2 separate regions of the Drosophila melanogaster genome follow, and region 2 is linked to region 1. The links are chromatin contacts, called in public Hi-C maps. All regions are on one chromosome and are shown on one strand. Each heading gives the region's core, a stretch centred on a gene start, on an enhancer-like site or on the middle of the called end of the contact. The rest is flanking DNA. Distances are from core to core; before and after follow the strand shown.

Region 1 (7,685 bases), core at 1,902-4,401:
GCTACAAGTAATTGAACATTTTACCAAATTTTGTCGATTGTGCCCAAGGAGAAGAGAATCGAGATCAGGTTTCGGAATGGCAACGAAAAGGAATAGTACGCAAGTCGGCGCCGAATTTCGCCAGCAGACTCGTCATAGTCAAAAACAAAGATGGATCAACTTAACGCCATGGTTTAAAAAACTGCCTAAAACTGCAGTCAGCAAAGCTATTTGTCGTCGTGATTTTGGGAAACAGTTTTTTTCACGTTCTAGTAGAAGAGAAGTGCCCATAATACACATCATTTATAGCCAAAGAAGTTTTTAAAGATCTTTGCTAAGATATGATTCATATTTACAAGACAAGACAAGAACAGCGGAAATAAAGAACGCGCGAAAAATATTCCGCAAAGAAGTTGAGCAGAATTAAAGTAGAAAAGACGCAGAAAGGTATCTATAAATGTAGAAAGTCATAGCAGAAGTAGTTATAGAAATCCGTAATCTAAGGCCGTAACAGAAGACGTTATCCAGTAAACCAATGGTGACATTGCCAAGCTGCCTTTAAACCGTCTCTTACTTTTTACTACCATTCTGAGAACGTAAACTATCCATTGTTATTAAATACAATAAAAACATATATAATTATAAATTAACATATAGTATATAGGAGCCGGAGTCAAAATTCTGATGCCAATGAATTCGGCGCCGACTTGCGTACTATTCCTGCCTGCGCAAGTCTAAATATTAAAGTAAAATATTTCTTGCACTACTTTTTGACCTTCCTCATTTTGCTTGGTTTACTCACAATACATTCTCGTATAAGGCCTCTCAAATCACTCAACTTTACAGAAAGCTGACAAAAGTTGACGTCGGTACCAAATTTGACTTTCATGCGACAATTCATTAAATTCAAAATCTTTGTGCAAAGCACTTAATGTTAATAATTGTATATCCGAGAAATTAAACCCAATATATTTATAGCTTAATATCCCTTAACTTTTACTTCATCTTATTTGACAAAAATATATGTATTACTACATTACTAGTGATTATGTCCAAATGTTATAATTAGGGGTAGCAGTGCGCCGCAAATCAGAATTACCAATTCACTATATTTTAGTGCTTGAATACTATTGCTTCCATTTATATCATTCGTAGCAACACCTCGAGATTCCTCTAGCAAACAATAATCATGCTGATCGCTTTTCGTAAATCCCCCTTGGGTAAGCTCTGGTAAAACATGCACAGTTGCTACGTACAAAAATGTTCCAGCGGAGAATAGCATAGCTATACCAGTGGCATTCACGGAATTTAACGTGTCCTTCTGCTCCTGTCCGATCCCAAAATACGTTAAAATAGTCATAAGGGGAGCCGACAGGGAAAATAAGACTAGGTGTCTGCGAATTTGATGTCTGTCTACTTTTTCGTGCAGTAAGAATGTCACTAATCCAAATGCTGCTGGTGCCTTATGAAGCATTATAGCTAAAAATACAATTATCTCAACGTCTTGATGGCTAGTGGTGGCAGCTGCTCCCAATGCAACTCCATCAGCTGCAAAAGAACAACAATTTTTAAGATATGGTGGGTACACCAATATAAGCTTCTTTACCTGCGGCATGCACAACCAATCCAAGAGTTAGTGTGGCATTGTTTTTTTTATTACTTCCAACATTACTCTTCCGCTGAGAGATGTCCACCAACATCATGAAGACAAATCCAAGCACAAGAGAAAGTCCAATGGTCTGTGAGTAATCTGGTTGCTCCGGAACTGATGTCCGTTTTTGGGATTGGCCACTCCCCACATACAATGATCGAATGCCCTCCGGAATAATAACAACGAGAGCAGTTCCCACTAACAATCCAGCTCCCAGCACAGTGACACATTTTAGCTTTTCCTTTAATGACATTTATTAAGTAGAACAAATTAATGCACTAGTGGTGCTCCAAATACCTCACATTAAATTTTTTTTGTATTTAAAATGCCATTGTTTAGTACCGACCTCGCTTAATTTCATCAGCATCGGTATGCTCCCTGCCAAATAAGACCCCACAAGCATAACCAACACTAATAAAATGAGAATTATTGTCTCCTCAGCCATGATTGCCCAACTTAATTTTAATGAGCATAATACCATCAAAGCTACATGTTTTTGCCAACTCAATCGCTAGAGATGAGCCTTATTAACATTTTAACAACGCATATAGCAGCAACCAACTGTGGAACTTATACCATATTCTACAATAACACTTCAACCAAATTAACATCTCATACCACAACAGAACTATACAATTTGTTTTCTTCTCATCCCGTTAAAACTCGCGATCCTACAGACGTACGAAATTTTCCCAGACTGTGAACAATACCTTTAAGTTATTATATTTCATGTCTTACCCACTGGCTTATTATACAAACTTATTGAAAACGGTTTTAGATGGTCCGATACAAATGTATGATACCATTTTTAATTTATATATAATATATATAAAACATATATAATATAATATAATATAATATATATAATATAATATAAGATAATATATATAATATAATATATAATAATATATATAATATTATATAATATAATATAATATATATAATTTATATATAATATATATTTAGAAATAGTACCAAGCATTCTCAACCGACTTTTAACCGATTTTTTATTTGCTCTCATGTGAAATTTAAAAAAAAGAAAAAACCTTTAATGGTTTTAAGAATAATTGTTCGAATGGAGCTAGTGAACCAAATTTTCTTTAAGCTATTGTTTATCGGAAAATTTAACTTGTTCGCAAAACCTATAGTAGTTGCTCTACCTTTTACTGGTTATGATCGGTCACCAGTTAATTTTAATATTTTAAATAAATTCTGTAAATATATTAAAGTGTGCGGTATATAGTATTTTCCTGGTGTCACCGTGTGTTATCCTACAATAATTGCTCATTTGGCTTATCTATATATCGTCAGAAATCACATAACATAAAAAATTCTAGATCCTTATAATTTATTTATTTAATAAGTTATTTAGGGATACATCACTCTCTCGTACTACATGGAGGGTTGTATTCCGTATTATGATTGTATAGCGCAACGTGAGAATGTAATTTATCTCAGTGCACAACGTGTATTACACCATTTACATAAACAGTTTGGTAACCTAAGGTCATACTATTAACAGCACTGTTGATTTTGGTTTATTTATTGTCAAATAGGTAAAAAGTCTAAGCATATGGAATAAATCAGGCTTTATTAAATCGAATCTAGTCTAATTTCAAAGAAAGTCACATTTAATGTTTTTTTTTTTTTAAATCAACTAACTAAATTGTTTCTGTTTATTATGAAAGTTGTGTATACATATGTGCATTTTATATACATGCATGCGTACTTATTAATTTAAGATTTCTTGGGGATTGGTACTAATTGGTACTGTATATGTGAGTTTTAAACGTTTCATTATTTTGCTAATTTCCGATAAACTTATAAAATTAAATGAAAATAGAATAAGTCGTCCAAGGTTTTTAAGAATAGATGGATCACGAATATTTGCACCTTCATCTGGCGTTCAGAATTGGCAAAAACAGGATTCTTCCAACGTTGAGTGACGAATCGTAATCAAACAAATACATCCATATAATTTAATGAATATCTCGTTTTGTAACACTATTTTTTTATTAGTTACTACAATTTGCTCAGTGCGGAGTAAAGGTAATGCATCAATAAATAAACAATCGTTGTGTGATGTACAAGTGTTCATCGCAAAGTTTAAAACGAGCCAAGCCAAATCGCGTATGAAATAGTATAATAAATCTTTTAGCGATTGGTACTTCCCCTTAACAAGCGTGTGTATAAATATCCTTAAAAGTAAAGTCCAATGTCAATGTAGTGTAAAACATACACGATAAGGATATTCAACAGATTGAAAGTATCTAGACGTCCATATGAAAAAAATATCATCATATCATATATCAATTTCCAGTTTTTAAGGAATGGAAAGTTTTCTTCAGTTTTTTCCGTTAAGAAACAAAAATTTTTTTAAGTAAAGGTGTAGAAATATTAACTATAACAGATCCTAGATTTTATATCATTATACGCGGTACTCGTTTTTTTTTGAATATTTTTATGTCTTGGCAATCTTTTATCGATAAACAACACATCGAGATTTTGCAGATGTGGGGTGATATGAAGTCAAAAAACATATGTTACCCATCAAACTACGATGCAAGTTTGGTAGAAAAACACTATTTACCTTCGAGACCAATTTTGCTCCTTGGCCCAACCAGTTTCCACTTTTTATGTCTTCTTTAGTTTCGGCCAGGTCTATTGGCGGCAGGTATTTCCTTAATCCTTGTGGCCGCACAACTTTCAAGATTTAAGCTCTATGTGGGAGCTGCATATAGAGGTTTTGGTTTCCCAATCGGAAATTTTTGCAATCGTGATTTTTCTCGTTCGCTAAAACAAAAAAAAAAAGCTTTTCTTTGGCTCGGTCGCGTAAATGGTCTTCTTTGATCTTCCTTTTACTTTGTGTTTGTTATGTACAACTTTTAAAAAAAAGCTTACACTGCATTTAAATATAAAGTTTTACAACTTAACTAAAATACAAGATAAAACGAGCCGTATAAATTTTCTTTACGTGTGCATATATTTCAGTTAAATCTTCGAAAAACGCATGAAATGGGTAATTGCTTAAAAATTAGCACTTCAGATGACATTTCACTTTTACGCGGCAATGACAGTCAAATCAGCGGGACACAGCCAGTGTATCATGTAAGTACCAATGCACGGGTGCGAGTTTTAACGATAATCGTCGATTTAAAGAAGTCCAAAATTTACTAATTTGTAGTCTTTTAATCTTCAACAATTACATTAAAAATGTTTTTTATGAGTTTATCGAAATATTCTTGGTCAATAATTATTTTTAAAGCAAAGGTTTTGTATAAAACCTGGCCTTCGAAACTAATTTTTTGATTATTCTTAACGAAGATATTTGCAAAATAATGTATTTTTATACTCAGTTTTCTCTGTGACAGTTTCAAAAAAATTTCCCGAAAATAAAAGTGTTGAGAAGAAAAATTTTTCTAACTTGTAAGATACTATTAAATAGTAAAGTAAATGGCATCGCTATAAATTTTTGAGGAATTATGGATTACTTGGCAATCAAAAAAAAGGAAATTATTGGGCATTTTAAAGATTTCTTGGGGATTGGTACTGTATATGTAAGTTTTAAACGTTTATAAAATGAAATAATAAAAAATAAATAATAAATGAAAATAAATAAAAACGTCCAAGGTTTTTAAGAATAGATGGATCACGAATATTTATACCTTCTTCTGGCGTCCAGAATTGGCAAAAACAGGATTCTTCTAACGTTGAGTGCCGAATCGTAATCAAACATCCATAGAGTTTAATGAATTTCTCGTTTTGTATTATTATTAGTTACTACGATTTGTTCAGTGTCGACGAAAGGTAATGCATCAATAAATGTATAACCGTTGTGTGATGTATTAGTGTTCATCGAAAAGTTTAAAACGAGCCAAGCCAAATCGCGTATGAAATAGTATAATAAATCTTTTAGCGATAATATACTTGCAGTACGAAGCTTAGCTATGTATTGGTACTTCCCTCTAAACAAGCGTGTATATAAATATCCTTAGAATTAAAGTCCAATGTCAATGTAGTGCAAAACATACACGAGAAGGATATTCAACAGGCTGCAAGTATCTGGATGTCTATATGAAAAAAAAATCAGACATTTTTTTAAAAGAGTGCGCGTGGCAGTTTTGGGAGGTTTGTTGTGGTCGAAGCAGAATGTTTTTTGTCAAATCGATAAAAATTGTGGACGTGGCCGTTTTGCTTGCTATGAGAGCCCACAATTGAAAACAATCTGTCTATAATCTTCATGCTTTATGAAGATTGCTTTCATATACAAAGATCGGTATGGCCAGATCGACACGGCTATTAATTCGGATCAAGAATTAATATACATTATAGGGTCGAAACCGCTGTCTTCTGCCTGTTACATGTTTTTCAGCGAGTAATTTAACTCAATTGATTTCTGACGGCAGAGTGCGCGCGAGAAGCAAAGCGAAGCCAGAAGCTATGAGCAAAGCAAGAAGATGGCAGAGTGAGTGCTTTGCGAGAATCGAGCAACATTGCTGTCTTTTAGTTATTAATGTGAACGTGATGGATTCGGACGAGGAATTTTTTGCATCAACCACAACTTTTAGCTTTCTGTTAATAAGAAAACTGGCGTCCAATCCCTTAACTGCAATATAAATGGAAAAGGCTAAAAGGCGAATTTATTTATGTAATCACTAACGAAACCACTCAGAAAGGTTCTTTAATGTCTACTTCGACTTTTGATTATATTAAAAAAAAAAATTAGAAGTCGTTTGATGAAGAATTGGGCAACCAAAACAAAAAAACATGTGTTTTGAAAATAAACGGTAATAAAAGCACAGTATACAACATCGTACCAAAGACGATAGAATAACAAGATGCGTAACGGCCATTCTACATTGGTTTGGCACTATACAGTCAGTTTTTTGGGGACGTCCAAAATTGCTCTCTTTCCGCTCGCTTACGCTGAGAGCGTAAGACATCTAAAAATTGAATTGGCTTGATTGTGTGAGTAAAAACAAGAGACGAGAATGCGTTTATGTGTGCGTGTTGTGCTAGAAGACGATTTTCGGGACGAAATCAATTCTTATCGAAGAAACGAATTTACATAATTGGGGAGTTTTGGCCAATTTCGTAGCAATATGATGAAATTGCGCGCTTTTTAAAAATATCAAATTGGAATATAACAAAAAATAAAAAAACTGAACAACTGAATCTAATGTGCATTTTAAATAATAAAATTGGATCATTTATATACATCATATTAAGTCAAATGACTTAATAAATATACTAAATAATTAAAGCAAATACAAAGGAAATTATTATAACTACTGTAATTTAAAACATAAATTTTCCAGAAAGAAGACATTACGTTGAAAAATAAATATTTCATAAAAATAATACGTAGTAGAAAATAAAAATTTATAAAATAAATAAAAATATGAAAACTGTTTACTGCAAAAGTCATATCTTGAGGCACAAAGTGCGGACACAAGCACTCAACAATGCCTTATTAAAAATTATTCACACGTCGCAAGCTGAATACTCTAATGACATGTATATATGACATATATATATATATTCTAATATAAAGTCATTTTTGAAATTTTTTCGTGATGTTATGATTCGGCTATTACTATTTCTAAGCTTTATTTAGAAACGTTAAGGCAATGCAAACCAAGAATTTCTCGCATGGTGCCAATTGATCAAAAATAATATAGATTTAAAGTCTAAGATCTTCTAAGGTGAAGGGCATATTTTGTCAAGTTTACAATGCATGAGCATACGTGTGCACACATACATTTGTCTGCTATCACTGTATGCGCAGAAAAGAGCTATTTGCTGTAGCGCTCTCCGCTCTCGACAAAAATTCCAGAGCCTGGAGCCACCTCTAGAGCCACGGCGAAAAATTCGTGTGCCAAAAAATCGTATTCTTTATCGATTGAGCTCGCAACTCGCTTCGCGCAATGTGGCATCTAGCCCGTCTCAACGTTCACAATAATTATAATATTATAATAATCTACATTTTGATTTAACGAATTTGAAATAAAGTATATCCATTGGATTTAATGAAACTTTAATTTCAGCAGGGAGA
Region 2 (7,685 bases), core at 3,594-6,093, 170 kb after region 1:
CATTAAATATAAAACACACCTTCCAACGCTCCTTCACAACATGACCTGGCTGCAGCAAATCCTCAGAAGTCATCTTGACGGACTCCTTAGCCTTGACGTCTACCAATATTCCGTCCTTTGCAGCGACTGCAACCTGATTTCGGGGTTGATGAGAATATGAATCCTGAGCAGGGAGGTTAGACGAAGGGACCTTAAAGGTCACGCGGCTTCGAACCCCTAAGCGGTTGTGTTTCGCTGGCAAAGTTGCTGACCGCTGCAGGACATTTGGGTATAGAAGCTCCCCTACTGCATTCAAGTCTGCATCCGCATCTGCAATTGCGGACGGGCTTATCTGATGCAGAAGACGGGTTTGCAGGATGGCACCAACGAGCGGTGGTGGTTTAGATGGGGGTGGTGGGTAAAGCCTCAACAGGTTTTTCTGGCAATTGCGGTTAGGACTTAGATACTGATCTTGTTTGGAAGAAGGCTGGCATGATTGATTTCCATCGTCGGGCGCGGATGCATTTTCGTCGTTTCTAAAAAAAAATAAATCCATTGCATTGCTTAGCAATATCTCGAAAATCCACATAATACAGAAAACAGTGTGTCTGTCCATTTGAACGCATCTTCAGAGCGACTTACGGAACGCATAGTAAATGCCAAAACATCAGTTGTCTATAATACGAAAAATATAGATCATTTTGAGCGCTCTATACGCACTAGGGAAGGAAAAGATAACATAATTTGAAAAAAAAAATATTTCAACAGGCACAGCTTAATAAAGAGCTGGAGAAATATCGATGAAAACATCGATGCATGATTTTTCATAAAAATCGATATTCAACATTATTCTTCTTTGCGCCCATATATGTAGGATAACGAAATCTCTACACAGATTTCTAAAAGGTGCCTTTCCTTTACGTTTTTTTTTTTCCCCCAAAATTGTACATATTTTCTGAAATCCTAGATATCGTATGTGAGCAGTTCTAAAATTGTTTACCTCCCAAACAAAACTTTAAGCTTCATGCTTTATGTTTTAAAAACAAAAATATACTTGTGTCAAATAAATTCCAATAAGTAAATAAATAAAGCTGATAAAACGCATAGAAAACAACGATGATATTTTTAACTTTCATACCAACAATGAAATTCGAACATTTTGAGTTTCGTTGAACTTCCTATCGATACTAACTACATAATATTACTTTAACATGAGCTATTTCGTCGGTACTGTTTTGTTAGCAAGCATATACAATGTATTCAAATATTTGATGGTTTGGAAATCTGACGAGTATTGAAGTACATATGTACATACATATATATTACGCAACTATCACCAAAACATCGGAAGCTTGTTAATTCTCATATATTTATCACTCCGGCCGAAAAAAATTTGTGTACGTATAAGTATATATACCAAAAAAAAATATGTCTCATTTTACACAATTGCTGTTTCTTAGAAAATCAAAAACAGCTGTAAATAGGCATACAAACGCTAGTTCTTCGTTCGTTATGTCCGCGTCAGCTGCTGAGTGATCTTATCTTATACATGAAGTAGTTCGGAAAACATTTCCCCAACACCAGAGGAATTATTGTGACATGTAAGATTTCACCAGAAGTAAACCTAAGAACAACCCCATTGTAAACAGTCCCTTAAACATAAATAATATGTGTATCTAGGGTATTCCTTTCCGTCAGTTTCGTCAATGAGGTACTATTTTTAGCTACTACTTTTTAAAGTGTTGTTAAACTGTAACAGGAAAAATTCCAAGCCTATAAAGACATTGAATTTCCATTGTATTTAAAAATGTTGCACAATCATAGAGGACACCAGTTGTGTGAATCTTTCTAGCACATATTTCATTTGCCCACTTAGTAGAAAGACGGTAATATACATTTAGGTCTGAGCCGGGAATTTATGCACAATAAACGACAGCATATGGAATTTTATCGATTTTCATGTAATGTGTCTTATAGAATGTCGTTCCCAGATATAATATTATTTTATGTTGCCTTGTTCATTCGGCATAGAAAATAAGTTACTTTAATCCTTGTAAAACATCCTTTTTTTGAAATTAGTACTTTACCCCCAGTCCAATAGCATGCTAATTGGTAAATCGTGTAAGATATAACCAGAAATTGAGGATTTAAAACTAATAGTCCTTCGAAAATCTATCTTTAAATGGTTATCTGCTCCTCAGAATAAAACATAATATCTGTACGTACATTTTATATATTTAAAGAAACTTCTGTCCAAGTTTTGTGTCTCACAACCCCCGCCTAAGTTGGTGGCTGTTAAAACTGGGTTTTTTCTAAATAAATGTATACATACCAGGAGAATGTGGATTCTACTTGGGAAAATGTGAACTTTAAATATATATATATTTGTATTTTATGAACAAGTTAAAAAGTATTCACAAATATTAATCGCTTTCCTATTGATTTCCTTTTATTGGCGGTGAAGCACTTTTATTGGCACGATGAAGCACATGCCTCAACTTTTATTGACGATGTTTAGCTTTAATTATTTGATTTAAACACAGTACATGAACATAAAATTACTAATCTATAAGATTTGTATGATATTGTATATTTAAGAGTTTTCACGGAATAAAATGCACGTATCGATTTTTAAGCTTCATTGAGCTTTTCCGTCCAAGTAAAGTTCTCTGTCTGAACTCAAAGCCAGCTGACAACAAATAAGCTCCCCTTCCTGGAGGGAATTGCGCATGCTCACTGCAGCAGTATAATGCGTCGGTACCAACTTGACTACAGCTAATAAACGAATAACAGTAAGAACTTTAAAGATGATTTAATTACATTCCTAGTTTATGCCATGGATAGAAGGTCTGATTAGAGCTGCACGTATGTATAAAAGTCAGCGTTTGCAAATAATTTTATAAGTAGAATTTTCAAAAACATAAATAAATAAATTGTCGAACCCATTGATACTCCTGGTGAATTTCAAAATGATCGCAGTGCTTATAACAACATGTAATACATGATACTGGTATAGATTGGATTTGCTGAATAAATTCAGTCAGTTTTTATATATTTGTAAAGTGAATGTCAGGTCGATTTACGTTACTTAATTTACTTGTTTGTATTAGGTTTTGCAGAAAACTACGACCCAAAAGTTGTATAATACTGAAACAAACATTTAACTTTCGATTTCCTATATTTGCTAAGAATTTATATTCGTTAGTAATACAGTTTTGTCCAAGTTCCATTTGAACCATACATTGTATACCCTCATCTTTTGTTTGAATATTGAATTATCCCTTCGAAAGGCATAGACAAAACAATTCAAACGTGGGGAAGATGTAATCTTAGTGGACATGAAATATTATAAAGTATCTGGAAAACAGATAGAAGGCAAAATTTCGACGATATAGAGTATATAAATTATATTAACAGGATCAATAGCAGAGTCGATGTTGTAATATCCGTCCGTTCGTATGAACGTCGAGGTCTCGGGAGCTATAAAAGCGGGACTTGTAACAGTGTAAGTTTCTATAAAACGCTGTCACTCTATAGCCTACAACAAATTAAAAAAAAAAAATTCCACCAATAAGCACAATTTAGAAAACTGGGCGATTTTCTGTACGCTTGCATTATATCAAAGGCCCGCTTAGGACCGAGTCTAGTCGAGTTCATATATATGAAAAGGCTTTCTGAATTTTAGAACGTTTTAAAGTATATAATTGTTGTATTGTTACTGTACTTTTTCTATTCCTGTTAGGTCGAACACACAAAAATTCATTAGGTTAACTGCCGTAATTCCACCGCTAGAGTTAGAAATAGCTGCCGTTCTAATTCAATACTTCGTCAGCTTCGTATTATCGTTATATATTAATATTTATATTAATCGTTATATTTTCCACATTTCCGTCCTACCGTGTGACATATTAACAAAATTCATCGAAAATTAAAAAAAAAATTAACAACACTGCTCTTTTTTTGCATTTTTAGATACCAAATAATTTTCAGTTTTAATTTTCTTACATATATGTTAAAGAAGAGTATGAGTCCAAAACATACCTGAGGTACTCCTGCAAATGCATGATGGCAAAATTCTGTGCTGTCCTTAAACTTAGATATCTTAGAACTTGATTTAATGTATTTTTTTTATTTTCTAAAATATGGAAAAAACTATCAATTTGTATCGGTATTTTCACTTCTTCAAGAACACATATGAGTGTGATTGAAATTATTCATATAATCACGTAGTAATATCACAAGTAACATATAAGGATTACTCAAAGCAGCCTAATCATAACTGTAAGAGCGAATACTTTGTGCGTGATATAATCGTTTGTTGTTTTTAATTTTATTGCAAAACTACTTTAATTGGACGTAAACTGTAATTCTATTCTGTTGTAATCCTGTAAGTAGGTTAATTATTGCTTGAGAGCAATTTACTGTATTAATAATAATCTATACAATTATTTAGATTAGCTCACATCACTTATCGTCTGTATTTATGATTACGTTTATTTACGTTATATAGGCAAATGTGTCTATTTTTATATACTGATTTAATTATAGAGAAGTTCCGTAAAAACGTCGAAAAAATAACAACGCGGAATTCGCGTGATCCACTTGTATCCACATGTTCACATGACCACATTTGTAAATTTATTATTTTTAAGACGATCACATTATAATAAATTTATCAAAACGAACAGCAAAAAGTTGATTTACATTTGGTACTTTAAAATTTGTCTTTATAAAATATTTCTTATTGTCGGCAAACCTATTGTTTTGCACCAATAAAATATTTTACTAAAAGTTGTAATTAAGAAATATATTGTTCTATCAAATGCTTCCCGCTGAATCTTTAGGCATTCTGTGCATCGAACTGATTTTTTAGGTATATACTACGGTATTCAGATATGTGTGTATAGGTGAATAACATAAACAGCTATCTTTAGTCTCCCCAAACTTGCAGCCATTTGAGATGATATCTTCAAGAAGGAATTATTTCAACATATATATAGCGTGTGTTCTTATATAATATATGACATTTTTTAGGAAAGTCGGGAGTAAAAGCTTCACTTCAATTTTGAACATTGCTACGATTATATTTCCGCCTCTATATTTAATTTGTTTGGTCTGGTTCCGTGTTTGAACCTGGGTTAGGACATAAACCACGTTCCAGTTTAATCCAGGGCTAATAAAAAATATATATCTACAGGGGCAATCTCAGAAGATTCTATCCATGGTTTCTCTTGAAAGGTTTTAAAGCATTTTAGACCTATTTTTACACGTAGACTTCAACATCTGTTCTCCGTCAGTCATAGAGTTGCCAGACAATTATTTAATTAATTTAAAGGATTTCCAAAAGTATTGTTCGTAAATAAGTTCGTAAATTTTGGGAAAACCAGAGCACTTAAAAACGAAATCAAAATATTTTGATCAAATCAAATTCGAAAAAAATATACGATTACTGCAGCGTGTAGAAATCGATAGTATATTTTTACTATTTCCTCATATTCCAACACGAAATCTATGGACGGCTCCGTTAATCGATCCATTCGATATTAAATTGTGGTTCTGCAACTGGGAAAAAATTAAGGAATTTACTTGAACTACTCAAAATTCCAAAAGGTGGCGCTGCATGTACATCAAGAATTTTACAGGTCAGCTTATTACTTTTTACATAGTTACTCTGTATGTCTGAATTTTGTTTATGTACGACGAGCCCCTAAAAGGAATTTGATGCAATACGTTTCTCTAAACAAAAACAAAGATTAAGCAAATGAGACAGTTAATTATTACCTGTAATTCAAGATTATAACTGTATTTGTATGTATGTATCATTGGCAGCACCGTATGCTATATGTTAGCAGCGCTAGGATCAAAAATTTATGTATATTATATGAAAAAAAAGGGTTTGTTACCTCGTCTACCATTCTAAGGAGTGAAAGCCCCCTTTAAACTAGTATAATCTATGTCAAAAAGAATACAATAGTAAAATTGCAATCAATTTTGTTGATTACTAGACAATAACTGTGACTCTGGTCCCTAAAGAAATCCTAAATCAAAGATTTCAAGAAGAAGGTCTTCTATGTTGGAAAAAACATATGTATGTCTCCTAATCTATGATTCAGGGACTGTTTTCGTGACCGGATTCCGCAACTGTGCAACGTATTCTTTAATTTTTTATAATTACCTAATTCTATTTACTAAGATATATTGCTGCAACTAAACACGTAATATTTGCCATTTTGAAATACCAGAAATATACAGTATAAATGTGAGGGTTAAAAACTGAACAACGCATAGTTTTCCGCTTCAAATATCATACAGAAAAGGGGTTAAAACGTTTAAATTCTTGTGACAGCTGAATTGATTTTCCGAAAGAACGTTTTCGGTGGTGTGGATGGATTCGACGTAAATGTTAATAATGTGCAACAAAATCAATATTGAAATCAATATAAAAAACTGTACCCAGCAGCAGTTGTTTGTCACCCTCAGTAAAAAAGTACACCCCCAATACATACTTACAAGTGCCATATACATATACATATATGTACATGTTCAAAGTTAAAAACAAAAAATGAAGTTTTATTATTGTATTCTTTATATGGTAGCGTTGCAAACTTCGACTGAAATCAATATACCCTCTACTCGTAGAGTACTCTACTCTACCCGTTACTCGTAGAGATGTGAGTGCGTAACAAGGAGCCTTTCCGATCCTAACTGACTCGACTTGGCCAGGACCGGATGCCCGTCTATCTGTATGGCCATCCGCCATGTCTCTCCGTTTGAGGGCTGCGATCACGGAAAAAACTAGGAAATTGAGATTAGGCATAAGTAAAGCGGACGCAGATCAAGTGCCAGGCCCTTAAAATGTTTTCATTTCTTTTCATTTTAATATTTCTATTTCCACGCCCAGTCTTACTTTTAAATGTTGGCAAGTCAATAATTTTGAAAAATGTTTTAACTTTCTTTAATTTTCTTTTTTCTCTCCAATTTCTATGGATATTTCAGCAATATTTTAAAATATATTTCTAGCTCGTATATCAATGTGGAGAGCAGTCCACGTAGTGACTAAGCGCCCCAGGAGATTTGCAAAGGCGACTACTATATAATCACGAAGAATTGAAATCTGTAGTCCAATCATAGTGATACACCCAATAGAAAAGTAACACAAAATCTAAAGAAAAAAATCTACAGTTCAGTGACAAAGTGTTGACAGTGATAAGCAAATTGAATTTTAAATCCACAATAACACTGTATATTATGTGCCTTCGGTTACAACTTGTATATAGTATGTAATCCGTTAGGAACATATTTAGCTTGTGTTTGGGATTTAGAGGCCGAAATGCCTTTTAATTAAAGTTTCTGGTAAAAATAAAAAAAAAAATAATAATAAAAATATTAAAAAAAAATAATATAAAAAAAATAAAGAGAGTACAATTTGATAATTACCAATGCACGCATCTGCCATGCCATGTTACCCTACTTAATTCTTGACATTCAGATTAATAATGATCAACAATTTTCATTCATAAGTATTTTATTACACTTACAAAAATTTTATTGGCCATGGTTAATCGCAAAAAGTTAACTCACCTTCTTTATTTCTGTTAGCAAACCTGAGTCTTATAATTTCTTGTTTGATAATTAAATTGTTTATACTGCACTCACGCTGCGTGTTGACACGATTTTACCTGCAATGGTGAGGCTCTGGTCGTTCT

The links. Hi-C and Micro-C count contacts between places; a contact is called where the count stands out from the background.
Region 2: a contact with region 1 is called in a Hi-C map of the Kc167 cell line, with 4 times the contacts expected there. The contact joins the promoter of Asator here to the promoter of Rnf11 in region 1. A contact is called at or near these places in 4 of 107 Hi-C or Micro-C datasets (the Clone 8 cell line, the Kc167 cell line, the ML-DmBG3-c2 cell line and 1 more).

The regions. Positions count from the first base shown.
Region 1 is chr4:311,772-319,456 of dm6, forward strand. Rnf11 (Ring finger protein 11) reads left to right here and starts at 3,152. Exons shown (of 4, transcript NM_001272124.1): 1 at 3,152-3,186; 2 at 4,622-4,738; 3 at 7,681-7,685. The coding sequence starts at 4,646. It overlaps Zip102B (Zinc/iron regulated transporter-related protein 102B), which reads right to left and starts at 2,316. Exons shown (of 3, transcript NM_001297784.1): 1 at 1,977-2,316; 2 at 1,586-1,871; 3 at 1-1,527. The coding sequence starts at 2,075. The coding sequence ends at 1,019.
Region 2 is chr4:481,190-488,874 of dm6, forward strand. Asator (asator,) reads right to left here and starts at 4,844. Exons shown (of 14, transcript NM_001272127.1): 1 at 4,021-4,844; 2 at 20-515. The coding sequence starts at 4,043.